Regions from separate parts of the Mus musculus genome. Here all the other regions are linked to region 2. A link is a contact called in public promoter capture Hi-C data. All regions are on one chromosome and are shown on one strand. Each heading gives the region's core, a stretch centred on a gene start, on an enhancer-like site or on the middle of the called end of the contact. The rest is flanking DNA. Distances are from core to core; before and after follow the strand shown. Region 1 has its middle 7.6 kb from the start of Fam229a. Region 2 overlaps Yars (tyrosyl-tRNA synthetase). Region 3 holds the start of Ccdc28b (coiled coil domain containing 28B). Region 4 holds the start of Eif3i (eukaryotic translation initiation factor 3, subunit I).

Region 1 (6,677 bases), core at 4,069-6,568, 280 kb before region 2:
ATATTACTGGAATGAAGATGCCCTCAGAGGTCAGAAGAGTCACAAACATGCATAGTGAACTAAACTCAGGCTCTCTGGAAGAGCAGCAAACACTGTAGGCTGCTGAGCCATCTCTCCAGCCTGTTAACTGTTTTGTTGGTGGTGGTGTCGTCGTGTCGTGTCGTGTCCCCCCCCCCCACCCCCCAGAAAGGGTTTCTCTTTGTAGCCCTGGCTGTCCTGGAACTCACTCTGTAGACCAGGCTGGCCTCGAACTCAGAAATCCACCTGCCTCTGCCTCCCAAGTGCTGGGATTAAAGGTTGTGCACCACCATGCCCGGCTGTTAACTGTTTTGAGCTCCTTCTTTGGTGAATAGGCATCTCCCATCTCTCCTCCACCCTTGACTTGGTAGTATCCCACCTCTGTGCTTCCTTAAATGCTGTTTTTTTCTCTCTGCAATGCCCATCCTCATACCTTCCCAGAAAATTCCAATCTCCTTTCACAACCCAACCCAAACAGTACACTCCCCTTGTAGGCTTCCTCAGGAGAAAAGCACCCCTACCCAGGGGCAGTAATCCTAATTCACCTATGTTTGCCAACCTTTAAAAAGAAAGATACAAAAAGAAAAAAGAAAAAAGAAAAGAAAAACAAAGATACATTCGTGGGCAGGCAAGATAGCTCAGAGGGCATTTGCTAACAAGCCCTCCGACTTAAATTCAATCCCCAAAACCACCCAAATGGCGGAAGGATAGAAATGATTCCCGCGGGTTGTTCTCCGACCTCCCTACACAGGCTACATCTCACACCTACTCCTCCAAAAAAAAAAAAAAAAAAAAAAGGAAATTACTTTTTAAAACTCATGGAGTGGAGGTCAACGCTCCAGAGGCTGGATCTTTTTCTGGCTCCACGACCTTCCCCAACCCCCACCATGGCTCCTCCCAAGTTCCGCCCCTCACTCCCGCTTGGATGGGTGCGAAGAAACCGAGTTTCTTCCTTCAGGCTAGGAACTGGTAGTTAGTGTCAGGCCACTAGAGCTTCCACCCGAAGGGCCCTGTGCAGGGCAGTAAGGTGGGGGGACCTGGCTGTCCACGCCACGCCCCTTTACCCGAGGGAGGACAAGTACCCAGGTCCAGCCACGCCCTTCCACAGGGTTGGAATCCCCCGCAGGTCCTTCCCCTCCCCCTCGGGCCCCGCCCCCCGCCCCGAGGGTCCCGCCTCGCGTCCAGACCTCCGGACTTCCTCCAGGGCTCCGCCGGACCCGGGCCCGCCTCCCAATCGAGAACCCCGCCCCTCTCCCTCTGGCCACACCTTCTTTCCCCTAGAGCCCCTTCCTGTTGCCCGAACCACTTCTGAGTCTGGGTGCCTTAACCAGCGTTGGTCCTTTCACCGTCAGCAGGTCGCCAGGCCGGTGGCCCGGACAGAGCAGCTTCCTGCGCTCGGGCTAGCGACAGGCACTACCCAGCAGGCGGTGACGCTGCGGGCTCAGTAGTCTCCCCGGCTTCCGCGAGAGGCGGGCTCCAAAGAGGCCCAGCGGTGGTAGTCCTACAAGTACAGCTTCTGGTCCAGGCATTTCGGGATGGATCACTTCGGGAGATACAAGGGAGAAAGGAGTCGCCATGGGTTGAGGTCGCTGTGTTCGACCTAGAAAGATAGGCACCCGGAGAGGAATTGGAAACTCCGGCTTCCCCCACCCCCACTTGCCTCTTCCCAAGGACCTGGGCACCTTCCTCCAACCTCGAGACCTGCTGCCAGGTCAAGGTGTTTTATCCAGTGACATTCTCCTTCAGTGCTCACTGGGACAGAAAAAAGTTCACCAAGAAGTGAGCAGTCTCAATGAATAGCTTCATGTCCAGTCCTCTTGACCCGGGGTTGGACTATTTAATTAATACATGCGGTCTGAAAGCCCGTAGTACCCCCGGGCCCGTTGCTTTTAGCTGGAGACATCGGGTCAGGTGGCTGAGGGGGTTAGGGTAGGGTTGATCTTTGGTGGGCACCCCACCCCAACCCCCCACCAGAATCTTCAACTTTCCCCAAGATAGGCCCTCAGTCCCTTAGGCCCACGGCCTTTAGGAAGGGTGGAGTTGAGAGCAGGAAAGCCTGAAGAAAGACACACACACCCTACCTACGCAGAGGCCTTCAGCCTCTATTCCCACAACCCTGTCATTGTGTTTACAGGGGCCCACATCTCAGAGGCCTTCTCCGACCGTATAGTTCCAAACACATCCGACGCTGAAGAACAGAGAGACTCCATGATAATTCCCTTCTGTACCATTCTAAGTTTCAAATTTCTCTCATCTGCCGGCCCGTGATGGCACACGCCTTTAATGCCGGCACTCAGGGGCAGAGGCAGGCGGATCTTTAAGTTCGAGGCCAGCCTGGTCTACAGAGTGAGTTCCAGGAGAGCCAGGGCTACACAGGAAAACCCTGTCTTGGGGTGGGGGTGGGGACCCCAAACCCTCCATCTGTTCTAATTCACTCTTTTTTCTGAAGAATGCACTGAGGTTTGGGGAGGGATAGCAGAAGACAAAGGCTAGAACAAGTCTGTGTGCCCTTGACCTGGTTGAAGCACTGCGCTTAGGACTCTGAGCTCAGGCTGGGTCTGGCTTCCTGATCCGGAGATTCTGAGGACTGTCCGGGCCTAGCTCCCTTCTGCACACCGCCAATATGGACTATTTAACCCCTTGTGACTCACGCAGGCTTCAGAGGAGAGTGGGCAGCTCCTCTGAGCCCCCAGAGTCCAGCACAGGTCCCGACTTGCCCTCCCCTCACCCCAATTGCATAGCCAGATTTAGGGATCGCTTTTCTCTCCTTGGACTGCCTCCCTCTCCCAGTTCCTTCTTTGTTCCTTGGTTGAGCCTCTCCAAGATGGCTCCTTCCCATCAGCAAACAGGCTCTGGTCCTGCTTCTCTCTGAGGGAACAGAAAACCTTCCTTGGCCCCTCCTTTCTCTAGCTCCCAGTCAGGTCAACATTCTTGGCTGTTGCACTTCCCCTCAGCCCCTGCTGCAATCTGGTTTCCTCCCAGACCATTCCCTGGGAACTGCTCCTGAAGGCCATCGCTGACCTCCTTGTTGCTAAATCCGAGGGATGCCTGGAGTCTTTATCTGACTTGACCCCACAGCGGTGGCTGACTGGACACTCACACAGTGAGAACCTCCCTCCCACTTGAGATACTTTGGGGCCCTCCCCTTGTTTTGGGGGACACTCTGGGCTCCTTTTCTTGCTATCTTACTAGCTTTTGTCTTAGTAACATTCCTGGGCAAGCCTGGGTTCCCATGCCTTCAGTGTGTGTCAGAGAGCTGGTCTCTGCCCACCCCCCTACCTGACTCCCGGAGGCTTCCAGGGTGGTGTGACCACAACAGTCACACTCCGGCATCGCACCAGTTATGATCTCCCAGTTATGGCCTCCCTTAGAAATACTTGCTTGAACCAGAAGTCTAAACTTGGGTCTTTTTATTATTGCTATTATTATTCATTTATATCAAATGTATATAGTGTTTTACCTGCATGTATATCTGTGCTCCACTGTTTGCCTGGTGCCCATGGAGACCAGAAGAGGATATTGGGTGCCCTGTAAACTTCGACTGCTGAGTGGGTCCTGGAGATTAAATGTGGGTCCTCTGGAAGAGCATTTAGTGCTCTGAACTGCTGAGCCACCTCCCCAGCCCAGCATCTTAAATGAACTGTATAAAGTACAGGTGACTGATATCCATCCATCCATCCATCCATCCATCCATCCATCCATCCATCTATCTATCTATCTATCTATCTATCTATCTATCTATCTATCTATCTATCTATCTATCGACAGAATCTGAGGGTTAAAAGTATATACACATGACTATTTTCTGTTTGCTTGGTTGGTTTTTGTTTTTCCCGGATAGGGTTTCCCTATATAACCCTGGCTGTTCTGGAACTTGCTCTGTAGATCAGTCTGGCCTTGAACTCAGCCGTCTGTCTGCCTGTGCCTCCTGGGCTACTAGGATATGCCACCACCCCATGGCTTGGCTCTACATTTTCATCGTCAAGCAACTAGAAAGACTGGCATCTCTAGCTTTCTCTTGTGCAAGCTTCCACTTGGCCCAAGGGTCTGTTACCTGATGGGAGGGGCCCCCAACAGTCTCCTATCTCTGCCGACATCCTTCATCCTCCTACATGACTGTCCCAGTAGGGCAGCCAGGATTGTTCTTCCAAAGCACGTGTGCACCCAGTGTGTCTTTTCTACCCCTCTACCCAGTTACTGTCCCCCACCCCTCTCCTCTCCTACAGTCTCTTCAGCACTAAATTCACACACAATTCTAGTGCCTGGTCGTTTCCCACCTCCACGACGTGCTTTCCTGTGTAAGTAATTTCTGACCCCTAGTCAGGCCATTTAGTTGTGTTAGTCCCTCTGCCAGTCTAACAGGGCCTTGCTTGCTAGTCATTAGCTAGTCTAGTCCACAGACTTAGGCACCCTCCAGCTCCAGGCCCCAGCAATGTTAGGGTGAACATAGCAGAGCCCCATACCTCAGTGAGTACACAGACATGGGCTAAACAGAGCAAGAAAGAGGTGGTGGTCAGGGTAGCCTTTCCTGAGAGGGAAAGACTGGCGGAGACCTGAGGAGTAAGTGGGAATCCGAGAGAAGCCATTCCACCCCTAAGGAACTTGTGTTAAAGGTAGGGAGCTAAACCGAAAAAGTAGCACAAAGCAGGCTGGGCACAGCCTCACACGCCTTTAATCCCAGCACTTGGGAGGCAGAGGCAGGCAGATTTCTGAGTTCAAGGCCAGCCTGGTCTACAGAGTGAGTTCCAGGACAGCCAGGGCTACACAGAGAAACCCTGCCTCGAAACAACAACAACAACAAAAGGAAGATTGCTTTGTGAGGAACTGCCTGGTATCTGATGTGCTTAAACCACTGAAGAGATTTAAGGAGAAGTGATTCCTCTGGGGCTGGAGACTGGAAAAACCAAGCAGGAAGGAAGCTGGCAGTGCTTCGAGGGCTGCCTGAGGAGTTTGGATGGCTGCTGGGGTCTCCTTCAGAATGGTGCCAGGGAATACGGACAGGACATGTTAGCCTGGAGGTTGAGGAAATGAGCCAGAATGGAATAACTCTGAGGTTGTCCTCAGTGGTGGTTGGGAAAGGGCAGTGGGCATGGGAACACCATTTCCCCACGCTATCCAGTCTGCTACTGCTGCAGGGTTGGCCCCTGTCTTCCTGTGGTCTCCCATTCATCTTTTTTCCTACAGGAGTAGACAGAGGCGCAGGAAGTTGAAGGCTGCTGACAAGGCTTAGTACAGGGCAGAGGGGAGGAGGAGAAAGAGGAAGCTGGGTCAAAGCCCGGATGTGATGGGCTTTAGGGAAAGTGACATCTGTGGTTTCCGCAGAGCCTGGAAATTCCACTGCCTCTGACTGCGTCACAAGCCTGCATCCTGGGGTCTGGTCCATGATCATCCTGGGGCCCCCTCTAGGGTTAATAGAATCCATGTCTGCAGGTCCTCCCTGACAGATCCGGGGAGGAGAAGCTGTCACTGTGCACTTCCCACTGTCTAGTTCCAGTGTGTGACCTGCATCTCCTGCAGCTCTTGGAGGGAGGCTATCCTGCTTGTACGGTGAAGCTTGAAGGGGTTAAAGAGTCTGCTCAGAGTTGCACAGCTAGGAGGAGGCAGAGTGAGGATTTGAACTGAGGTTTGACGGACATCAGAGCCTGTGCGTCTTACCTCCTATGCTATATTAAGCCTGTCCACCTTCAGTTGATTGGCTCAGCAAAGAGAGAAGGCTTTGTGGGGGATTTGCTCGTGGTTGGGGTGGCTGCCCCCCTTCTCATATCGAGAGATGGGAAATAGTGCTGACGTCAATTGTTACCATGGTGATAAAGCAACCCTTTCCCTGCCATCTCCATGGAAACCTGGGGGTCCATCTGTACTTCGATTCGCCCCCTCCTTCTAAAAGGGGGTCCCTTCGGGAGGGGCCAGCTAATAAGGCATCTGAGAGAGAGAAGGCAGCGATTCAAACATCTTTTTCTGGGTCCCTTCGCATTGCTCAGGCCCAGAGAATAAGGGTTGAGACCAAGAAGTCCAGTACTAGAGTCTCTGGCCAGTTCTACCCTTGAAAATGAGGGATGCAGCAATATCTCACCAGTTATGTATTCTTGTAGGAGTTGTCTCTTCCTTAATTTCCTAGTTTCAGATCCATCCCTCTGCAGTGTGGTGACAGTGTCCTTGGTTGCCTGGCTCTCTGCTGCCCCTTGAAGTCAAAGGTCAGAGTAGCAGCAGTTTTCAGCTTCACGTCCTGGTACTACACAGACACAACCTTACCAAAGCCTTGCAGAAGGTGACGTAAACCCCAGATACAGGCATGGGAGCTCAGAGAGGCCCCTACCGTCAGAAAATGGCAGGGACGGGACTTGAACTCAGGATTGGATTGAAGCCAGAGGCTTTCCTCCGTGGGAGGAGGAAGGACCAGAACCGAATGGGAAATAGAAACAGGAGAATGGAGCCTGGCTTAGTCTGCTGTCTGCATAACAAAGTTCCAACTCCTGAGCTCGGGCCTCCAGACTTCTTTACTGTACCTTTTCTTCTGCTAACCTGTTCTGCATCAGATGTGCATGCTCAACATGGGCTCGCTTCAAACTTGAGTGCTAAAAACTTAATTCCTGATCTTGGCTTTCACCTTCCTGCCTTAAAGCCTTTGCCTACAATGCCCTACCTGGAATGCCCCTTTC
Region 2 (6,803 bases), core at 156-2,655:
GAGATGGGCAAGTCTCTCATGCCCACAGGCTCCCCAGGCTGCTGGCAGGAGTGGGGCTGTGGAATTCCAAAGCACAAAAGGTGCAGTCGAGGCTAGCCTTCCTGTGCCTCAACTCACCACCAACCACTCTCCTGCCTTCCAGTTCTGTCAGGTGCTCCTTCTAGGGGACTCATGGTGAGGAGAGAGAAGCCAGAGGAGGCCTGTGGGCACTACACTAAGAAACCAAAAACCAGACTAGGGAGCCATCTGGGATGTTGGCATGTTGGGTACCTGTCCTGTGACACTTGATTGTGCTTGGGTGGATGGGCACAGCCTCAGAGCCAGGAGCTCATGGGATGTGTCCATTTCGGCTTGGCAGGAAATCCTGCCAAGGTGTGGGGAGGGTCTGGCAGGGACTTCCTGGGCAGTGGGCCCAGGCCTATTCCTCAGAATCTTTCTCTGACCTGTCTCCACTCTCCGGTGCATGTCCTTTCTGCAGCTGCCTTTCTGCCAGGTGGAGGGAGCTGAGGGTTTGTGGCCAGGATGGGGAGCCAAAGGCTTATGTTACTACCCCAGGCTCTTCTCTAGAAGAGGGGATAAGCTGTGATCTTTCCAGCAGGCCGGTGGCTATCCCCAGAGAGCAGCCTCTGCTTTCTCTTCCTAGAATCTCATGACTTGTACCACCTCGAGGTGAGCCGGAGTTCCTGTAGGCTCCATGGCTGTGCCTCCTTCAGGGCCACCCTTTGAGTCTTTTCAACGGGGGCTCCAGCCTGGCAAGAGAGCCTGCCAGTAGCTTCTCCACTACCAAGACGGGAGCAGCACGCTACCCCATTACTGACCTTGCTGTCAAGAGCTGGGGAGATGGGGTGGAGTCCAGGCCCCCTAAGCCCTCCTGTTCGGGCTGCTTGTGTTCTCTGTCTTTCCCTGGTCCGTGTGTGATGGGGAGCTGCTGCTGGGAGGGAGGACAATCAAAGTAAGCACTGTTCTGCCCCACGATGCAGGATGCAGGGTCGCCAGGGTCGCTGGAGCTCTTGCCCTGGCTTGGGTTCTTCTCTGTGTTTCCCCACCGGGTGGGCCACAGTACAAAGAAGGAAGGAGAGTCTACAAGAGACATCTCTGTCCTCTGGGGTAAATGAGCTTGACCTTGTGCAAATGGAGAGACCAAAAGCCTCTGATTTTTAATTTGCATAAAAATATTAGAAGAGAGAAATATATATCTATATTTCCTTACTTTGAGTCTTTGATATGTCTCTATAAACAATCCTTTCCCTATGCCTCCTCCTCTGAAGCTTGAGTGAGACACATGACAAAGCTGTGTTTCATTAAAAGGTATTAATTAAATGATTGAAACTTGGCTGTGACTGCTGTTTTCCAGACATCGGCAGCAGGTGATACTGGTAATACGTGGTAACAAGGTTTGAGGAATGCACACCTCATGCTAGCGTGAACCTAATGCTAATGAACCACAGAAGGACCTGGCTGTGGTAGGCAGGCCAGTGCTCTGGCCCACGTGAGATGGTGTCCTGCCTACTGACACAAGCCAAGGGGACACTCGGGATGTCCGTTACTTGTCCCTGCCTGTCTCATCCCAATGTGTGGCTAAAGTCAGTGATCCCAGGTTAGGTAAGCGTAGCAGCTGCCCTGCACTCACACTGTCTCCTGAGATGATGCAGCTCACGAGACTCCGTGCAGAAAGCCTTTTCAGACACTTTATTTGAACTTGACAGTGGCGGTTAGGGATTTGCTTGAGATGCTTTATGGAGTATCTCACATTCTGAAGAAAGCTCCACAGTTTCAGTCCATCTCCATCCTGCTGCTAACACAGCTGGCTTGTTTAGGGAGTGTCCAATCTAGCCAGATCAAGGGAACCCCAAGAGAGCCAGGGCAAGTCCTGCCTCTGGTGCCAAGCCTCAGGTTTGGAAGCCTGGAGAATGCTGCCAGCCCTGGAGAGCTTGGGAGACCTCTAGGCTCTCTTTCCCTTCTTTTCAAATCCCACAATTTCCTGACGGGGAGAAGCTGTAATTAGCTCAGACCAGGCACTCGATCTCAGCTAGTACAGCTGCAGGGAAAACCCCATGGAAACTTGGGAACCAGTGTTTTTCCAATTACAGGGACCATGGAATAAACTTTTTCTGTGGGTTCTATTGAAACCAGATTTCTCAAGTCAGCTGCCAAGGGAAGAAGGTAGGGCCAGTCTGCCGCTGGGCAGCATCTCCTTAGCCCAGGCACTCCGTTTCCTTTCAGCCAGGCTGGGTGATCCCACACAGTAGGAAGGTGAGCTGTCCCTTTCCAAGTCCTGCACCTTGTCAGCAGTTCAGACCTGGTGGGAGCGGGTGAGAGATGCAACAAGTCGAGCCGGCAGACGGGATGGTGGGAGGGCACAGAGCTGGCTAGCTGATGTTACCCCCTTTTAGTGATTTACAGGAGACGAATCCCAGCTTGGTCATGAAGTTGGTTTGCTTCCACTGTGCGATGCACTCCTCAGAAATTTTAAAGTCGGCCTGAATAAGACAGACAAAAAAATAATTAAAATAAAGGCATGATGGCGGGATACAACATTCTTACATTATTAGAATAAGCTGGCCCAACTTTTCCATTTGTCCTGGAACTCGCTATGTAGACCACACTGGTCTCGAAACTCAGAGCTCTGCCCGCCCATGCTGGGTTAAAGGTGTGCACCATCACAGCTGGGCCCGGCTTCTCAGCACAGTTCCCAAAGGCTTCTGTGTTCTTACCTTCTGATAAGCACATTTATATCCATGAGTAAGGAGGACAAAGACCTCTGGATCACTGATACCCAGCGCAGTACCAGGGTGTGCACTGAAATGCTACAGATCAAACCTACAGCCTTGCTTCATACCTATGCTGAGGGTCCTGCTGCTGAGCGTCCCCCAGGCTGCCTGCAGCAGGCTAACGGTGAATACATCGCACCATGAGCATGATCCCTGCCGCTGTTTAATGTGAGGAGATGGCTTCAAGCATAAGAAGCAGATGAACATGAATGCCCCTTGATCCAGCAAAAGACCAGAAGGAAACACTTGCGGATTTGTCTAGCAGCTTTGAGACAGGCCATTGTGTAGCCCAGGCTGGACTAGACCTCCTTATATAAGTCAGTCTGTCTCTAAGTACTGGAATTACAATGTAGGCACCAACACACCCAGCAGGACTATGGATAGTCTCATTTTTGGCCCTGTATTTAAGACAGTTTCTATGGTGTCTGTTCCATGGAGAGAGCAAATGTGCTATATGGATGCAATCTAGGCATGTAGGGCAGGGCCTGACACATGAGTAGGCGACTCCAGGACCACCTTTGTGTGCACTGGTGCGTGCTCTAAGTTAAGGTAGGTAAGAGGGTCTGCTTCCTTTTCTTCATTCATGTGCTGTGGGATGGAGGGTCAAACCTGAGCCCTTTGCCACACTTGCCCTTGGCTCCATGATTTCTGGTGACCCTGAGTGTCTTAGCAGGCATCTTGCCAGGTAAGATGTGGATAACATCCCGTCTGCTGCTCTCTCACACTGGATCAAATGGACAAGAAAGTGTCTCAAGTCCCTCCCTCACCTCAGTGCTCCATGTCAGTACTCAGCATGAGTGGGGTCCTGAGACTAAGCTCCTCACACTCAGATCTGAATGAGGGCAGATGCAGGAGAGAGGGAAAGACGCAGCTGCTGGTTTCAGTAACAGCACACTGCCCGGGGCAGCCTGGGCAAGGAGGGACAGCACACTGGGGCAGGCTGGGCAGAGGAGGACAGCACACTGGGGCAGGCTGTGTAGAGGAGGACAACACCCTGGGGCAGCCTGGGCAGAGGAGGACTGCAGTGGGTTGGACTGATGCTGCATGTGTCCTATAGCTAACATTGGTTTCTCAAGGTGTGGGTCACCCTTGAGAAGAAGATGCAAACACGCACTCAGGTGAGCCACGTGACCCTTCTCCCCATTGTAACTGTCAGTAAGACTAGAGCCAGTGACTGGGCAGTGGAGCGAGTAAGGTGGCACCGGAGGTTTGAGAGGAGGTTGCCTGGCGGGGGGTGGGGTGGGGATGAAGAAGCAGAGGAAAAGGAAGAAGGAGGAAGAAGAGGAGGATTTTTCCAACAAGAGGGCACTAGCGTTTTACCTGCAGCTTCTCAAAGACTTTCTTCTTGGGCTTGAGCTCCTCATCTGGCTGGCCCTTCTCATAGCCCTGTACGAACACTCGTTCACCAGGAGCAGAGCCAGCAGGAGGGTCCAGAGGTTCAACCTGGCGGCTCACCCCTTCTCTGGAGAGACAAGAAAAGGCAAGGTTACGGATTCCCCTCCCAACAGCTGTGGATGCTAAAGTGAGCTGGAACCTAAAGGGATTTAGGACGCGCTCAGCGCTGTAGCCCAGAAGGTCCCCATCACCTTTCCACATCCCTGAGCATGTAACCAGGACTTTCCTTCTCCTGCAAGGACTCTGTGCACAGTTACAACATGCCTGCATCCTGGCTCCACCTCTTCCTAGTAGTGAGACATCTTCAGTTACGTTTGTGTGTTTGGAGAGTCTCATGTAGCCCAGGCTATACTTGAACTTACTATGTAGCTGAACTGATTCTCAGGCTACTTCTTCCCCAGTGCTAGACTGTGGTGTGGATCACCATGCTCACATTTATGAGGTGCTGGAGATCCACCCTGCTCCATGCCAACTAAGCCTGAGCCCCACCAACTGAGCTTCATCCTTGTATCTGGTGATACAGGCTCTCACTGTGTAGCTCAGCCTGGCCTGGACCTTGAGATGCAAACCAGGCTTATTAAAGAGATGCCCCTCTCCCTTTGTCTCCCACGTGTTATGATTAAGGTGGGTGCTGCCCAGCCCAGCATCCACTAATTTTTATTTTACTCTTAATTATGTAATCAATTCTTCCCCCTTTTCCCCAAGACAGGATTTCTTTGTTGCCCTGGCTCTCCTGGAACTTGCCCTATAGACCAGACCCTATGAGACTCAAACTCATCCTGCCTCTGCTTCCTCTGCTAGGATTACAGGTGTGCGCCACCACCGCCTGGCAATTTTCTTTTCTTTTCTTCTTTTTTTTCCCCCCGAGACAGGGTTTCTCTGTGTAGCCCTGGCTGTCCTGGAACTCACTGTAGACCAGGCTGGCCTCAAACTCAGAAATCCACCTGCCTCTGCCTCCCAAGTGCTGGGACTAAAGGTGTGCCCACCACCGCCCGGCTTCTTTTTTTTTTTTTTTCTTCCTATGTAACTCTGGAACTCACTATGTAGACCAGACCTGCCTCTGCCTGTGCCTCCCAAGTGCTGGGACTAAAGGCATGTGCCCCCTCACCTGACTACCCATGTAATTTTACTTTAACAGTCTATCTGGACACAGATGTCTTACTCACAGAACTTGTATAGCAGCCCCTTTATGCCTCATCTTTTAGCATCATCAGGAAGGGAGCTGTTTTCTCAGGGCTTGCACGCGGCATACAGGAAGACATCCTACAGACCAATCCTCGGTCTCTCGCCCTCCCCTGGGCCTGGCCCACCAAATCCTCACTCACACAGAAGCACACAGTAGCATGCCCTGCGAGTCCACGCCTCTCATCTTCTGGGGTTTCAGATTGCACAGCACCACCACCAGCCTGTCCTGCAGTTCTTCTTTGGGCACAAACTGTACGAGGCCGCTCACCACAGTCCTGGGTTCAGCTTCCCCCACATCAATCTTCTCCACATAAAGGCTATCTGCATCTGGGTGCTGCCAGCAAGAGATTCTTGTCAGAGGGCCAGAGAGGGCTCCGTGGGTACAGGTGCTTGCTACCAAGCCTGACCACTGAGTTAGATCCCCAGAATAGTCCTCCCAACCCCCAATGTACAAATAGATAAACGGGGGATGCCCACAGTGGAGTGGATTAAATGCTGGTGAATGACTGGGAGACATGACCTGTCTGCAAAAGGGAAGCCCCCTCCTCCCCACAGATCCACAACCCCACTGTAAGAGGCCAACCTAAGGTAAGACCTAAAGCTGGTCCAGGCAAGCTGGTCCATCCTAGCTGGGCATCATGATGGCCAAGTTCCCTCTGTTCCTGGCTGTGTACTAGGTTCAGAGGCCACCTGCAATTAGACCCCAGGGACACTACTTCCCATCTCCAGCTAGGTTTCCTACAGATGGAAACATACAAACCTAACCCTTCTCTGCCTCTCTGGGATGTGGTGAGGAGTGACTACCTTCTCCACGCTGAGGATTTTGCCCACACGGATATCCAGCCGGGATGGGATGACTTCCTCTGGTTCTGAGTTCTTGGCAGGGCCTTTGGCAGGAGGCTCTGGGAATGAGAAGAACTCCATGGAGTCAGACTCTCCCAAGACTTCCCCCATCCCAATGGCAGGCCAATACTGACAGCACCAGATGAGGATACTGAAGAGTCCAGATCCTATCCACTGAGTCATACTTTAACACGGGCTCAGCAACCCTGCAGAAGGGACTTCATCCCTCCCCCCCCCCCCCCATCTTTTCTCCATCATTAGGCCAGAGGGCAGGACCTGTAGTGGTCTGGCCACCTCGGGGTATTTCTACTTATAAAATCCAGGCAGAATTTGCGGAGTCTATTCTGGAAAGGTCACATGAAGTATCTATGGCAGTACCTAAGTGTCACGGGTAACTGTATGGCTAACTCATGAGACAGAAGCGGAGAAAGGAGCCCGGAGCCTGTGAAGGTGAGCTTTGCCGTGAACAGACGGCCATTGTGAATACCAACTGTAGACAAGTTCACTGAACCCGAGGCAGGCTTCTAAGCGTGGTCCCTCCCACACTAGCCTCTTAGCAGTGCTGGAGTAAGAGCAGGCAACCAGCTCAGTGTCAGGCAAAGCCAGCCT
Region 3 (6,475 bases), core at 416-2,915, 400 kb before region 2:
TCATGCACTGGTGCTCATATAATACATGTAATTTTTAAAAAAAAACGTAGCTACTGAGAGGAAACAAAGCTTTAAAGCAGAAGTCCTGAGAAGGACAGACAAGTCATGACCTCATCCAATACTCAGTTGAACCTAGTGTGGGAGAACATGCCTTTAACCCAAAGGCAGAAGCAGACTAGTGAGACAGGTGCCCAGGAGGGTGAGGGGAGAGATGAGGTTTGTGTTTAGGTGTTCCTTAGGAGTTCAGAGCAGACCCAGAGGGCCTTGAGGACCTATTGAAGGAAGGTGTTCACACAGCTGAGTAAGGGGTAGGAAGCTACTGGGTCTGTGCTCTCGCCCTCCTGGGGAAATGCGCATGCGCGCGGCCTTAGTAGTTCCCTAATTCAGCTGGTTTCCTCTAAGGGACACTGTAGGTGGCCTCAGCCAGCACCAGGTCTCTGGGTTGGTTGGGCAGAAAAGATGGAACTGCTCAGCTTTATAGGGGCTGTCCCTTGATTCCTTCTAGCCAGAAGCGGTAGACAAATTGATTCTAAAAGTCCTCCAGTAGGGGTGGAGAGGATTCCTTTCCTGCCTCCGCATCAGGAGCTTGCAAGCGCAAGTGGCTCCGCAAAAGCTTCTGGCTCCTCAGGGAAGCAGCTGAAGGTGGCAACCCCGGGTGCTCCTGGGCCCACTGTCACTTTGATGAACGAAGCTGGCACCCTGCTCCAGCAGCAATTCTGAGAGGAAAGGGACCTTCCAGCGTGCTCCCCTCCCTCCGGTTCTTGGTTGTTTAGAAGTCTTGGATTAGAGTTGCTTCCTAGAGCAGTTTGCATGTTAACAGCACCTGGAAAAGATCCCAGAAGCAACACCTCTGGGTGCCCACAGCCAGGGAAACCTACTGTTGTTGCTAAAGGAAAAGGGAAGATGGATGCTTTGTTGCCTAGGTCGCTTTAATTTGAGCCTGCTGGGCAGCCTGACACCCTCTCCTGTGGCATCGGATGCTGTTCTGGAGATCTGAACCAGACTCCTCTGCCAGATCTTCAAATAGCCTCATTGGTGGGACCTCCCTCCTCCAGCAGCACAACCGCCAACAGTTCTGGGCCAGCCTCCTTCCGGAGCTCTCACGCCCCACCTCCTGCCAGCCTGCTTGGGATCCTATTTGCTCTGGTTCGGAGGTGGGGAGAGGCCCTGTCAGTTCTTCAGCGCTTACAGGCTAGGAGTATCTGGATGTCACAGGACAGCGACCGTGCCCAGGAATGAGTGACAATTGATTATTTTCCGTAAAATCGGGATAACAGTTATGTCTCAGGATTGAATGTACATAAAAGGCTTAACAGGGTGCTGGGTACTGATTGTCTTTGTTCCTTCTGGTGTCCGCCCCTCATTTTCCCGTATACTTATATATTGCCTCTGCCCACACATTCATTTAGCCCCATCATTTCCCTACCACCCCTGCTGCAAACAAAGCCACCACCATTTTGTAAGGGATCCCCTCCAAACGTGACAAGAAAAGGAAATGATTTTAAATCCATATCCCGTAACTAACAGTGCTCCTTTAGTTCTTGTGGGAGGTAGGGAAGGGGAACTGTTAAATCGACGGAAGTACTCTCCTCCGGCTCCGCTCCCAGGGAATCCAAAGAGGGCTACTTTCTCTTTAAATGCAAATCATCTCCAGCCAGCTTAGCTCCCTCCAGCTCCAGTTCCCCTGAGGAGAGAGAAAGCAGGGTGAAGGGAGATTGCAAAGAAGCACTGTTTCACACTCCAGACCCCAAACTTCCAGGTCAGTAGAACCCCAAGGGGGCGAGAAGGGAGTGAGGAGGATGGGGGCGGGGTGCCGCACCTGATGCTTGTTTTTTGAAGCCCGAATTGAGAACTGAATCTTTCCTTAGGCACATCTCAGGCGGATCACAGTCGCTCTGGCTGCCGCTTCCATCAGGTCTCTTACTGGGTCACACTGCTGCTACATGGAGAGAAAAAGAGTTCTGTCTCCCACCACCACCACCCCCCACCCCACCCCCGAGCCCCACTGATGCCACCCAGCTGTTCCATGCCAGCTTAAACGCTTAATGTTCCGATTTGACCATCGCCCTCTCGGAAGTAAAGTGAGGGAGCTGAGACCTCCCCTGGAGAGGACCTCAGCAGACCAGATACCTAGGTGATGGGGCTGTAGGGGAGTCAAGCTAAGCTAATCAAGTCAGAGTTACATTGTTGGAGGTCTAGCCCCTAAAGACTTTCTAACTAGAAAAAGAAGAGACTAGAAGCTGTCCTGGGAACTTCTGGGCAGCCCTGGCATGTGTAGTTGAAGTGAAGTGGAAGAGAGGCCAGTGATGAGCCGGCTATTCCTGGTCCATATGATTGACACCAGGGTATTTCCAGGTGTCCCTGCCTTACCTTGGTTGCACCTCATGCAGTTAGTCAGTATCCGCTGCCATATACAGACCGTTGCCTAGCAAATGGCCTCCTGATCCTCAGCTTGCTCCCCTAGTCACATCCACCCTGTCTCCTGAGCATCTTCCTCTACAGCCCCAGGCTCTGGGCTGTAGTGACAGGAAAACAGCAAGATGACCCTGGTCTGGGCCAGCCCTCTCCAGCAGGCAGATGGGGCTGTCAGGAAGAAAAGGGCTTTGCTGGCCTTGGGAGGTCCTTCAGATGCATAGCTACAGTCCAGCAGCAGGCTGGCATATGACCCTGTACAGACAAGAGGACAGAGCTCCTGACTGATGGACAAAGATACATCTGAAGACCCTTCCTCTCAGACGAAAGAGGGTGCTGAGTGAAGGGATGATTTTGCCCCCTTCCTTCCCAGACCTGAGGTCCAACACACCACCCAATGGAAGACAAAAAGAAGAAACGGAGTCCTAAGCCCTGCCTGACCCAACCAGCACAGGCCCCAGGCACACTGCGCAGAGTCCCTGTGCCCACCAGCCACAGTGGCTCCTTGGCTCTGGGACTCCCTCATTTGCCATCACCCAAGCAGCGAGCCAAGTTCAAGAGGTGAGTAGGGAGGGGCTCTTGGCCAGACTGGAGACTCCCAGGTGTGAGCCGAGCACTGTGTAAGGAGGACCTGCAGACATCGACATCGCTGCTGAACAGCAGCCAATGCCTTACCCATTCACTGGGGATGTAGACCCGACGTGTCCTCAGGTACATAGAGACCACTGGCTCTAGCTCTGAGGAGGGAGTGAGTGAGTGTGACTGTGAGAGGAAGCTGCTAGACACTGATGAGGGGAGGTGATAATCAAGACTGAGAATGCCATGAGAACCAAGACACTGATGGAAGGGCCCCAGGAGTGTAGGGATAAACACCAGGGAGGACGATTCCTTCCTTTTAAATTCATTGTATTTTGGTCACCACGCTGGGAGATTGACCTCAAGATACTGATACTGGGCAAGTGCTCTCCCACTGTGCTTTCTCCCTCGCCCATTTAAGTTCTCTGCTCAGTTCTTTTTAAATAATGGAAGTCTGGCTGCAAGTGGTAGTGCAGGGCCATCATCCCAGCCCTTGGGTGGCAGAGGTGCAGGATCAGGAGTTCACAGATCATTGGCTACATAGAGAGTTTGAAGTTAGCCTGGGTTAGAAGAGACCCTACCTCAACAAAAACAAAACAAAACCAATGTTAAGAATTTTGGTGGCCAGGTGCGGTGGCACATGCCTTTAATCCTAGCATTGGGTGGCAGAGGCTGGTGCATCTCTCTGAGAACAGCTTGGACTACACAGTGAGTTCCCGCCAAGTCAAGGCTGAATAGTTAGACCTTGTCTCAAAAATAACAAAACAAAAGATAATTTGGATCCTACCCTAGGTCCAGGTTTGTTCCCATAAATACAATGTGTTCTTTTCCCCATTGTTCTAAATAAAACCAGTGTCCTCTGTGGGGCTCCATACCATCTGCCTGGCCAGCATGTACTGGCATGGCCATAGTAGATTTTATCCGGAGCTCAGGGCTGGCTCTTTGAGAATGGTAGGAAATGCAGTCGGAGAGGAAGGAAAGCCCAACTGGCTGCTGTGTTCAGGGCCACTCTGGGGAGAAGGATGTTGGCCTGCTGGAGCCAGAGCCACGCCTTCAAGGAGATGGAAAATTCAAAACAGTTTCTGGAACGGAACAAGAGCAGGGTGGTTTTTCGTGGGAGGTGCTTCGTTGGCAGTAAAAGAAGAAACTCCCTCAAGGCCAAGGACAAGTGACCTATCCAGAGTCACAGAGGCTTCATGGGCTCTCGGTCAGTCTCCTTGCAGGTAGGCCTCTGGCTACAGCATCCGTGGAAACAGATGCCTTTCTGCCCTCTTCCTTTCTCCCCTTCATCTGCTCCTTCCCTTAACCTATCCTGCTGCTCAGGACAGGCCCAGAGAACAAACACCAGTTTGTGTTGGTGAGTGGGTGGGGCAGATGCAGTAGTGCAGAGAGACATGACACACCTATGACCACAGTCATGTCTACTTTACCCAGAGCAGGCAAGGAGAAATGCCGACCGGTGCTGGCTGGAGGTGGAGGCGGCTCCGCAGGCACACCCCTGCAACACTCCTTCCTGACAGAGGTGACAGATGTTTATGAGATGGAGGGAGGACTGCTGAACTTGCTCAATGATTTTCATTCAGGCCGCCTGCAGGCCTTTGGTAAGTCCGGGAGCAGGGCAGTTCTGTGGGTGCTGCTGGGGATCTTGGTCTGGGGACAGGCTGGGGTTAGGGTCCCAGGCTGCCTCCTAAACTCAAGAGTTGTCCAGGGAAGGAATGTTCCTTCGAGCAGCTGGAGCATGTTCGGGAGATGCAGGAGAAGTTGGCCAGACTGCACTTCAGCCTGGATGTGTGTGGGGAGGAAGAGGACGAGGAAGAAGAGGAGGATGGGGTCACAGAAGGCTTGCCTGAGGAGCAGAAGAAGACAATGGCTGACCGCAACCTGGACCAGCTGCTTAGCAATGTGGGTCATAGAGCTGGCTGTTGTGGATCCTGGGACACCAAGGGTGGAGAGGGCACAGGCTCCCAAGTCTCCCATGGAAAGTTGGGTACATGAACCCAAGAGTTGTGAGCCCCCCCTCCCCCAAGCTCCACCAGTAGGCCTTCCCCAGAGCATCCAGGTTTGTTCTGGGTCCCCTGACATAAACCTTTTCTCTGTGTTGACAGCTGGAAGATCTTAGCAATTCCATGTATCCTTTCCAAGGGGCCTTAGGGATTCACATGCCGCTAGGGTGAGGGAGAAATGAGGAGCAGGAGATGAGTTTCTTCGTTCCTATCTCTATTCACACATAACAAATATTCCCATCTTCAGCTCTCATACTGACTCAGAATTGGCAACAAACTGGCCCCACTTAAGAGGAATGTAGAATTTCCCAAATTCTAAGGGAAAAATGCATCAGGTGTGGTGACACAAAATGTTAATCCCAGCACTTGGAAGGCAGAGGCACGGAAGTGGAGCTCTTGGGTTTTGAGGTCATCCAGATCTACATAGTGAGTTCTAGGACAGCTAGAATTAAACAAACAAACAGAGCAGGGCCATGGAGGAGAGAAAAATGCATGTAAGAAGTATGTTTCAAACAGTGATATCTTTTTTGTTTGAGACCGTCTCACTGTGTAAGCCCTAGCATGATGGAAATCTTTGAAGCAGACACCGACACATAGCAAAGCTTGTCTGCTGTTCTCCTGCCCTTTCCGCCTTTTCTGTTAGGGGGCAAGAGAGATTCTGGGATTCGAAACAGGGTTTCTCTTTGTAGCCCTGGCTGTTCTGAGTAAAGCAGGCTGGCCTTGAACTCACAGAGATACAGAGATCCACCTGCCTCTGCCTCCCAAGTGCTGGAATTAAAGGCATATGCCACCACATCTGGCTTTCAGATTTTAATCTTTTTTTAAAGATTTATTTATTTATTTATTATATGTAAGTACACTGTAGCTGTCTTCAGACGCACCAGAAGAGGGCATCAGATCTCATTACGGGTGGTTGTGAGCCACCATGTGGTTGCTGGGATTTGAACTTCGGACCTTCGGAAGAGCAGTCGGGTGCTCTTACCAACTGAGCCATCTCACCAGCCCCCAGATTTTAATCTTTATTTAGGTGGTTGTGCCCTGGTGTGGTGGTCCTGAACACACACACACACACCTGTACAGTGTGGGAAGACGTGGATACACAGGTCCAAAGTGTCACAGTCCTTGACTGACACAGACAGAAGCTACACTTGGCAGAGAATGCTGAGCCTGAGGACCAGCCAGCTGCGTAGGTGTCGCCTAAACTCTTCTGCTACTCTCCTCTTCAAACTGTGAATTTTACGGATTCGGAAGCCCCTTGGTGCTATGGGGTCGGGGGCACTGGTTGGAATTAAACAAACAGAAAAGCGACTACTCGGTGCTCTCCTTGTTCTCACTGTGCCAAACACAGGGTTGGGGAGGGGGGCCGCACCCGGATGCGTGCGTCTGACGGAGAAGCCCAGCGTGTGTCCCTGGAGACGCGGGTGGGGCCCTATGTTTGCGCATGCCCAGGAGCGGCGCTGTCTGAAGACTCACTGCGCAAACGC
Region 4 (7,056 bases), core at 3,819-6,318, 380 kb before region 2:
TTAAAGCATTAAACATTTAAAGCTAAACAGAAAATGTCTGAACTGGTCTTTCCATGAATAGCAAATACTAACACCTAACTTCTTTTATTATATTGTTTCACCATCTACGTTATAAAGTAGAAAAAGTTTAGTCAGTCTTGTTTATGAAATTCTAGTCCTCCAGAAGTATAACCTATGTGATGCCCTATTTTTAAACCACATTATCAGAGAGCTCTAAGAATATTGTAACTTATTCTTCTGGCTAGTCAGAGTCTGTCAGTTGTCTCGGTTTACGCGGCACCAATCATACCGTCTGAGCTAGCTCGGGGGTGGACACCCCAGCAGACTCCTGGACTGGTGGCCTCATCTGGGATCCCAGCTTCTCATCTGTGAGGCTCACCTGTACTTCTCCAGGGCTAAGGAAGACTTCCAATACGGCCAGATAAAGTTAAAAGCAGAAGTTTAAGTACATTTAAGACTTTTTGAAAGACTCAGACATAATTTTCTCAGGAAAAGACATAAAATGAATTATAATACAGAAAGTTCCCAAGAAGGCAACACACAGAGACCAAAACCAAAAGAGACAGAAAGACATCGATGGCAGCCTTGGGCTCAGTGCTGGAGCTGTGTCAGACAGCACTGCTGGCTTCGTGACTTTTGCCGTTTCCAGTTAACATGGCTGAGCTACACAGAGAATGGGCTCATGTCCACAGAAGTGACTCGAGGGAGGCTTAGGGCTGCCTCTAAGTTCAATGCTTTATCAGGACTCAGCATCAACACCTCTGAGGTCTGACACCAGCCTCGCTGTTTGCTTCCCCCTCAGCCCCCCCATGAATTAATTTATTCACTTTACATTCCTATTGCTGTCCCCACCCCCAATTCCTCCTTCCCTTTTCCTCTAAGAGGGAGGAGTCCCACTTTGGTATCCTCCCTCCCTGGCACATCAAGTCTTTGTAGGGCTGGGTGCATCCTCTCCCACTGAGACCAGACAAGGCAGCCCAGTTAGAGGAATGAGATCCACAGGCAGGCGAGAGCTTTAGGGACACCCCGCTCCAGTTGTGGAGGGACCCCTTCCTTTCTCTCTTTAAAGATTTAGGTGTGTATGAGTATTTTGCTTTCATGCATGTGTTGTACCTATGGAGGTCAGAACCTTCTGGAACAGTGTGTGTCATCATGCGCTGCTGGGAATTGAACTGGGGTCCTCAAGAGGAAGAAGTTCTCTTAACTACCCAGCCACCTCCCATTCCTGCTTAGATAATAAAAATAAGATCCTGACAAGTTCCTAGCTCACACTTGCATTCCCAGCACTTAGGAGGCTGAGACAGGAAGACAGCCAGGAGTTCAAGGCCATCCTGGGCTATACCTGAATTCCAGCCTGGCTACAGAGTAGGATCATTTCAAAAACAACAGCCAGGCATGCTGGCACACACCTTAGTCCAAGCACTCAGAAGGCAAAGGATGTGTATCTTTGTGAATCTGAGGCCAGCCTGATCTTAGGACAGCCAAGACTGCACAGAGAGAACTAACCTCAAAACAATACAAGAATGAGGTCTTTACCCTCAAAGAGAATGGAGATTTCAAGGCCAGAGGACAGACAGGCACTCTAGGCACAGCAGAATGAGTGTTCGAGCATACCACTCAGCTCCCAGGGTTAGCACTCGCTGGGCACTCTGTGCATTGTGATGCATTTCCACAGCACTTACCACTGTTATAAGGGAAACAGCGACTGAACAAAGTCATATACTCAAAGGCTTAAGGTTTCTGTTTAGAGAGAGGCTGGCCAAGGGATGGGTAAGATGCCTCAGTGGGTAAGGATGTCTACTGCCAACCTGACTTTGGTCTATAGGAGCCACATGAAGGGCCAAATGCTGTTTTATGATCTCAACAGGCACAGGTACATTAACACACTCACACACATACACACGTAATAAATATTTAAAAATCATGAGAATCCAGAGAGATGGTGCAGAGATTACGAGCACTTGCTGGGTTTGTTTCTCACACCCACATGGCGAGTCACACCCACTGGCTGCCCTCACACTCCTTGTAGCTGAGGCTGACCTCCGCTGACCGTGAGCTCCTGAGTACTAGGATTACAGGTATGACCACAACGCCTGACTGCTCCACTTTTAATGAACACCCTAAATTTGATCCCTAACACTTGTTAAATTTCTTGAGACAGCCTGGCCTAGAACTAAGTGTTCCAGGACACATTACATATCCCAGAACGTCCATGACCTTGTGGCTCTCTTCCTGCCTTCGCCCTTAACCTCTGAGTCCTGGGGTTACAGGTATGAGCAGCTGGGGGGTGGGGGGGAGGAAAGAGAGAGGGAGGGAGGGAGAGGGAGAGGGGGAGGGGGAGGGAAGGGAGAGAGGAAGAGCGCAGTTATACCGGGAAAGGTTTTGTTTGTTTGTTTGTTTGTTTGTTTTAAGCTTATTTATGTATGAGTATTCTGCCTGCATACCAGGAGAGCACATCAGATCCCATTACAGATGGTTGTGAGCCACCATGTGGTTGCAGGGGATTGAACCAGCCAGCCAGAGTTCAGAAAGAACTAGAAAGGGCGAGCTTACTCAGCAGTGAGTCTCCAAGTGACAATTACATCAGGCAGATAAAAAATACATTTACAAAGGCAAGCATAATAAACTGCCCATCATCTCCATGAATATAAGCATGTCTGTTTCAGAAGGTCATAATATAAATAAAACATATAGTCTGATTAATAGGAACAGTCAACAAACACTTGGAGAAAGGATACTGATATTGATTGAGCCTCTCTGATATTGTCAGGGACTTGGCTACATTCTTCCCATAGACTGAATTAATCTCCATAACGCTATGAATCCCACTATATAAAGTCAAAACTCAAATAAAGGACTTACTCCAGGCCAGGCAGGGAGGATACAGGGATCAAACCATCAGCGTGTCACTTACATGGCTGCTTGGGGAACACCTACAGCCCTAGCACTTGGGCATGAGGCTGAGAACTTGGAAGCCAGTCCCAGTTAGATAGTGAGACTCTCCCAAAAACAACAAACAAGGCAGTCCGGCCAGCCCAGCCGCTCAGTGGGGAGAGGCATTCGCCATCAGGACTGATGGTCCCAGCTCCTTACTAGAATCTACAAGACACAAGGAGAACCTACTCCTAAAACCTGTCCTCTGACCAAACACACACTGTGACACATGTGCACACACAAAATAAATTCTAATAGAAAATGAAAACAACCATCAAACACACAGCAAACGTATCAGGAAAACCCCCTCCTCCCAGATGATAAAGGACATCACCACTTAGGAGACCACAATGAGCCTCCTGCTGCCGCCGCCGCTGCACACTGACTCGCCTCACTGGCCCTGTGACCCACAGAAGGACCAGAAACCGGTGCTCTGCCTCATTGACAGGTGCAAGGTCTTTCAGGTTCCCTTCGTAAAATATGGCGTCCACCCCAGAGAAGACCCGAGCCAGAGACCCACCTGTTGATGCCAAAGTCAAGTAGTAGAGAAGGGATCCACTCTGATTGAGGAGAAAGGGCATCAGGTACTAGAAAGAGGAGAGACCTGTCAGGGGCTGCCTGCGTGTGCAACGGCTTTCCCAGTTCTCAACCTTCCTAATGCTGCGACCCTTTAATCCAGTTCCTCATGTTGTGGGGACCCCCCAACCATAAAATTATTTTCATTGCCACTTCACAACTGTAATTTTACTACAGTTATGGACTGTCACGTAAGTATCTGATATGCAGGATATCTGGTGTCAGACCCCTTGCCAGTTGTTACCCAGTTCGAGAGTCCCTGTTCTGGCTTGCACCTTCCCACGGGGGTTGGCATGGTTACAAATGCTCAGGGACCGCTCATGTGTTTGAAGACCCCTTAGAGCAAACAGAGAAACGCATTCAATGTACTCTATTGCCTTAAATGCCCTCTCCCTCGTCATGGCCAGTTCCCATCGTCCCTGCTGGTATAAGGCCTTGAGTGACAGTGTTACCCCTTCTAAGTAGCCCACTCCATGTCCTCCAGCTTCATCTCTCTGTACAGAATTCACACAGTACTATAAATATAGTACCTCTCTCCTTCCCCCTAACCCTCAGAGTAGGGCATATCTAGCTAGCTTACATAGGCAGCCATGGGCAGTTCTCGATAGCTTTCCTTATGTTCTACCCCAGGGCAAGTTGAGCCGAAAGAAAGCTCAACTTGGTGATGATGACCTTAAGAGTAGTCCTGGAGCCTGGCAGTGGTGGCGCCTTTAATCCCAGCACTCAGGAGTCAGATGCAGGCTGATCTCTGAATTCGAGGCTAGTGAGTTCAGGGTAGCCAGGGATACACAGAGAAACCCTGTCTCCAAAAACAAACAATAAGCAAAAATAGTCATTGATTGAACATGTACCCTGTACTAGGCCCAATGCTAAGTGTTTTATGTGTCTTACTTGAGTTCTTATATCAGCCCTATACAAGGGTTATCATTAAATTTTCCATTTTTTTGACGAAACAGACTCACAGAGGATAAATGACTCTTCCAGGAACTTCTAGTGAGTAAGAGATGGGCTGGGAATACGGCCGACCTATGGTGAAATTTTCAGGGGCTCGTCCGTGAGAGCTAGACGCACCTCAGTATTCCCGAAGAGAGCCTTTATCTCCTGCAACAGCTGCCAGGCCCACGTCCGCTCACGCACTTGCTCCAGGCCGGAGGAGGCTCGCTTCAGCAGCGGCTGCGTGCCACCCCACAGTGCGGCCACCAGCACCAGAGCAAGCACCTGCCCTGAAAGCAAAGGGTCAGAAAGTCACCCGGGTCCTCCTCCGGCCTCCTGCACCCTGCTGCCCGGCTCCATCTCCCTCCCTCCCTCTTCCCGCCGGGCTGTGATCGGTCGGGAGGACCCGCCCAGAGGGCGGCCGAAGTGAGACCAGGGTGCGTGGCTCAGCATTCCTGAGGCTCGGGGATGCCAGGAGACTGAGAACAGAGCTCCCGAGCCAGAGTCGGAGCCCGCGGAGGTGGGGGGCCCGGCTACCCACCCCAGGACGCCGCCATGAAAACGCCAGGCCCTTCTACTTCCGGGAGCGAGAGGGCGGAGCCCCCGCATCCGGAAGTCGTCCCTAGTCTTTTTCCGGTCCCACTCACATTGCCTCTCTCCTCGCGTCACCGCCAGGATGGTGAGTTCCAGGCGCGGCGTGCTGCCGTCGGGGGGCCTCAGTAGGCATGGGACGGGGTTCCCGGCACTGACACCCCGGTTCTGTCCCCACAGAAACCCATCCTGCTGCAGGGCCATGAGCGGTCCATCACGCAGATCAAGTATAACCGCGAAGGAGACCTTCTCTTCACCGTGGCCAAAGACCCTGTGAGCGACTGCGTGAGGGCGGGCGGCCGGGGGTCCGGGGCGGGGGGCCCGGAGGGGGCGAGTTCGCGCCGCCCGGACTGCGGGTGGACAAGGTTTACTGCCTGCGGGAGGGAAATTTTTCTGATAAGTAGGGAAAACCAACCCCATACCGCGGTAGGTTGGCGACAGCATTCCGCCAGGGAAATCTGGAAGGGAAGGGTACCTAGCCAGGGAGAAGAGAATCAGGAGACTGGAAGGGAGCCCAGGGACAGGACAGGACAGAATCAAGTGGTCTGTTCAATCCCACTTTGTTTCCTTTGGGGATTGTCTTTTGAGGCATTTGCATTGGAGGCAATAAACTGATAGTTAACAGTGGAGAGTTAAGTCGGAGCTTGAGATCTGAGCCCTAACTCCTGCTCCTACTAAGCAGTGTGACTTTGAACATGACATTTACCTTTTCTATAAACCACAGTTTTCCCTTTTAATAAAACATGGAGACTTTAATTAGCTCCCTCAGCAGAGTGAGGTCATTTCTGTAAATCGTTTTGCACTGTACCCGATGCATGTAAGTCACTTATTTTAAGTTTCATAGACATGGTTTCATTGGAGCTTCACAGCTGCCCTTTGAAGAAAGCTGTTGACAAGAGTGGGGTATCTGTCCATGGTGGCCAGCACACCTCTCCATCCTCCTGCCTCAGCCTCCTGGTCTTGGGAATACAAGTGTGTGCTACCACACACAGCCCCTCCCAGTCATTTTTTTTTTTTAATGTATGTGTGTGTAATGATTTTGTTTATTTTATGTGTATGGGTGCTTTGCTGCATTGTATGTCTACATAGCATGTGAGTGCCTGGTGCCTGTGAAGGCCAGAAGAGGATATCAAATCTCCTGGAACTGCAGATACAGATTGTTGTAAGCCATCATGTGGGTGTTGGGAATCAAACCCAAGTCATCTGGAGGAGCAGCCAGTGCTCTTTAAGCTCTGAGCCTTCTCTTCAGCTCTCCTAGCCATTTAAAGGAAGGGAGCTCTGTATTTAAGATCACACAGTGAGCTAGTGACAAAGCAGTGGAGCCCATACATCCTTACTGTCATCCGGAGTCAATTGAACAGGACCCGAAAGGTTTTTTTTCACACTGCAACTCAGGTTGGCCTTTACCTCTTCTGACTCCAGACAAAAGCACATGAGGATGCTATTGGAGGCCTGGCTCTTCTACAGCTTATGTTAGGAAAGGAGGAGAACCCAGGAGCTGGGCGGTCCTATCAGCTCTTCACTGGTAAATGAGCAGAAGGCAAACCTGGCTTGGCTAGAGCCTGCAGAGGGTTTGTAGTGCAAGCTAAGCTATTGATTATTTTGGGATGTGACCATCCTATCATTTTACTCTTTCCAGATCGTCAACGTGTGGTACTCTGTCAATGGGGAGAGGCTAGGCACCTACATGGGCCACACTGGAGCTGTGTGGTGCGTGGATGCTGACTGTATCCTTTTGGCCATGGGTTAGCCAGCCTTGGAGATACTGGCTTTGGCATGTTGTGGCGGTCTAGAGAATAACACTCCCTACTCCCAGCTACTTCATCCTGTGGGAAACTAGGACAGGTTCAAGTTTGGGAATTCAGAGGTCAGGGCACTCTGAGGTAAAAGTGAGAAAGTCTCTTTGGGACTGACCTGGGAGATGCTCTGATGGCTTCCAAGAAGATATGGACTAGGTGGACTATGTATTCTTATTTGTATATATGTGCGTGGTGAATCTGTGTGCACAGGAGTAGGGACAAA

Evidence for each region. Promoter capture Hi-C pulls out the DNA fragments that hold promoters and counts their contacts.
Region 1: a contact with region 2 is called in a promoter capture Hi-C map of the C10 cell line. The contact joins two enhancer-like sites. A contact is called at or near these places in 5 of 39 promoter capture datasets (the C10 cell line, cranial neural crest, fetal liver and 2 more), 2 of 115 datasets of contacts at active chromatin or transcription factors (embryonic stem cells and pancreatic cancer cells) and 2 of 9 other capture datasets (adipose tissue and liver).
Region 3: a promoter capture Hi-C map of cranial neural crest shows a contact between it and region 2. The contact joins the promoter of Ccdc28b here to the enhancer-like site in region 2. A contact is called at or near these places in 6 of 39 promoter capture datasets (cranial neural crest, embryonic stem cells, frontonasal cranial neural crest and 3 more), 1 of 484 Hi-C or Micro-C datasets (cortical neurons), 2 of 115 datasets of contacts at active chromatin or transcription factors (bone marrow-derived macrophages and pancreatic cancer cells) and 1 of 9 other capture datasets (adipose tissue).
Region 4: a promoter capture Hi-C map of maxillary cranial neural crest shows a contact between it and region 2. The contact joins the promoter of Eif3i here to the enhancer-like site in region 2. A contact is called at or near these places in 7 of 39 promoter capture datasets (the C10 cell line, cranial neural crest, frontonasal cranial neural crest and 4 more), 2 of 484 Hi-C or Micro-C datasets (embryonic stem cells and myocytes), 1 of 115 datasets of contacts at active chromatin or transcription factors (pancreatic cancer cells) and 2 of 9 other capture datasets (adipose tissue and liver).

What each region holds. Positions count from the first base shown.
Region 1 is chr4:129,495,457-129,502,133 of GRCm38.p6, reverse strand. No RefSeq gene overlaps it. Among named protein-coding and RNA genes, the nearest start is that of Fam229a, 7.6 kb to the right of the region's middle. Within about 2 kb of position 5,318, at least 158 of the 459 cell types and tissues checked have an H3K27ac peak or open chromatin away from gene starts, as enhancers often do.
Region 2 is chr4:129,214,108-129,220,910 of GRCm38.p6, reverse strand. Yars (tyrosyl-tRNA synthetase) reads right to left here. Exons shown (of 13, transcript NM_134151.5): 10 at 6,156-6,253; 11 at 5,492-5,685; 12 at 4,092-4,233; 13 at 1,671-2,480. The coding sequence ends at 2,370. It overlaps C77080 (expressed sequence C77080), which reads left to right. Exons shown (of 7, transcript NM_001033189.3): 7 at 1-1,333. Among named protein-coding and RNA genes, the nearest start is that of Gm12976, 22 kb to the left of the region's middle. Within about 2 kb of position 1,405, at least 22 of the 459 cell types and tissues checked have an H3K27ac peak or open chromatin away from gene starts, as enhancers often do.
Region 3 is chr4:129,619,098-129,625,572 of GRCm38.p6, reverse strand. Ccdc28b (coiled coil domain containing 28B) reads left to right here and starts at 1,665. Exons shown (of 6, transcript NM_025455.2): 1 at 1,665-1,759; 2 at 2,786-2,973; 3 at 4,423-4,589; 4 at 4,697-4,890; 5 at 5,094-5,116; 6 at 6,127-6,299. The coding sequence starts at 2,810. The coding sequence ends at 6,181. Gm34305 (a long non-coding RNA gene) reads right to left here and starts at 2,787. Exons shown (of 4, transcript XR_376684.4): 1 at 2,371-2,787; 2 at 1,820-1,939; 3 at 1-1,684.
Region 4 is chr4:129,598,660-129,605,715 of GRCm38.p6, reverse strand. It overlaps Eif3i (eukaryotic translation initiation factor 3, subunit I), which reads left to right and starts at 5,068. Exons shown (of 11, transcript NM_018799.2): 1 at 5,068-5,122; 2 at 5,215-5,307; 3 at 6,674-6,761. The coding sequence starts at 5,120. Tmem234 (transmembrane protein 234) reads right to left here and starts at 5,036. Exons shown (of 5, transcript NM_029748.3): 1 at 4,985-5,036; 2 at 4,582-4,733; 3 at 3,455-3,521. The coding sequence starts at 5,000.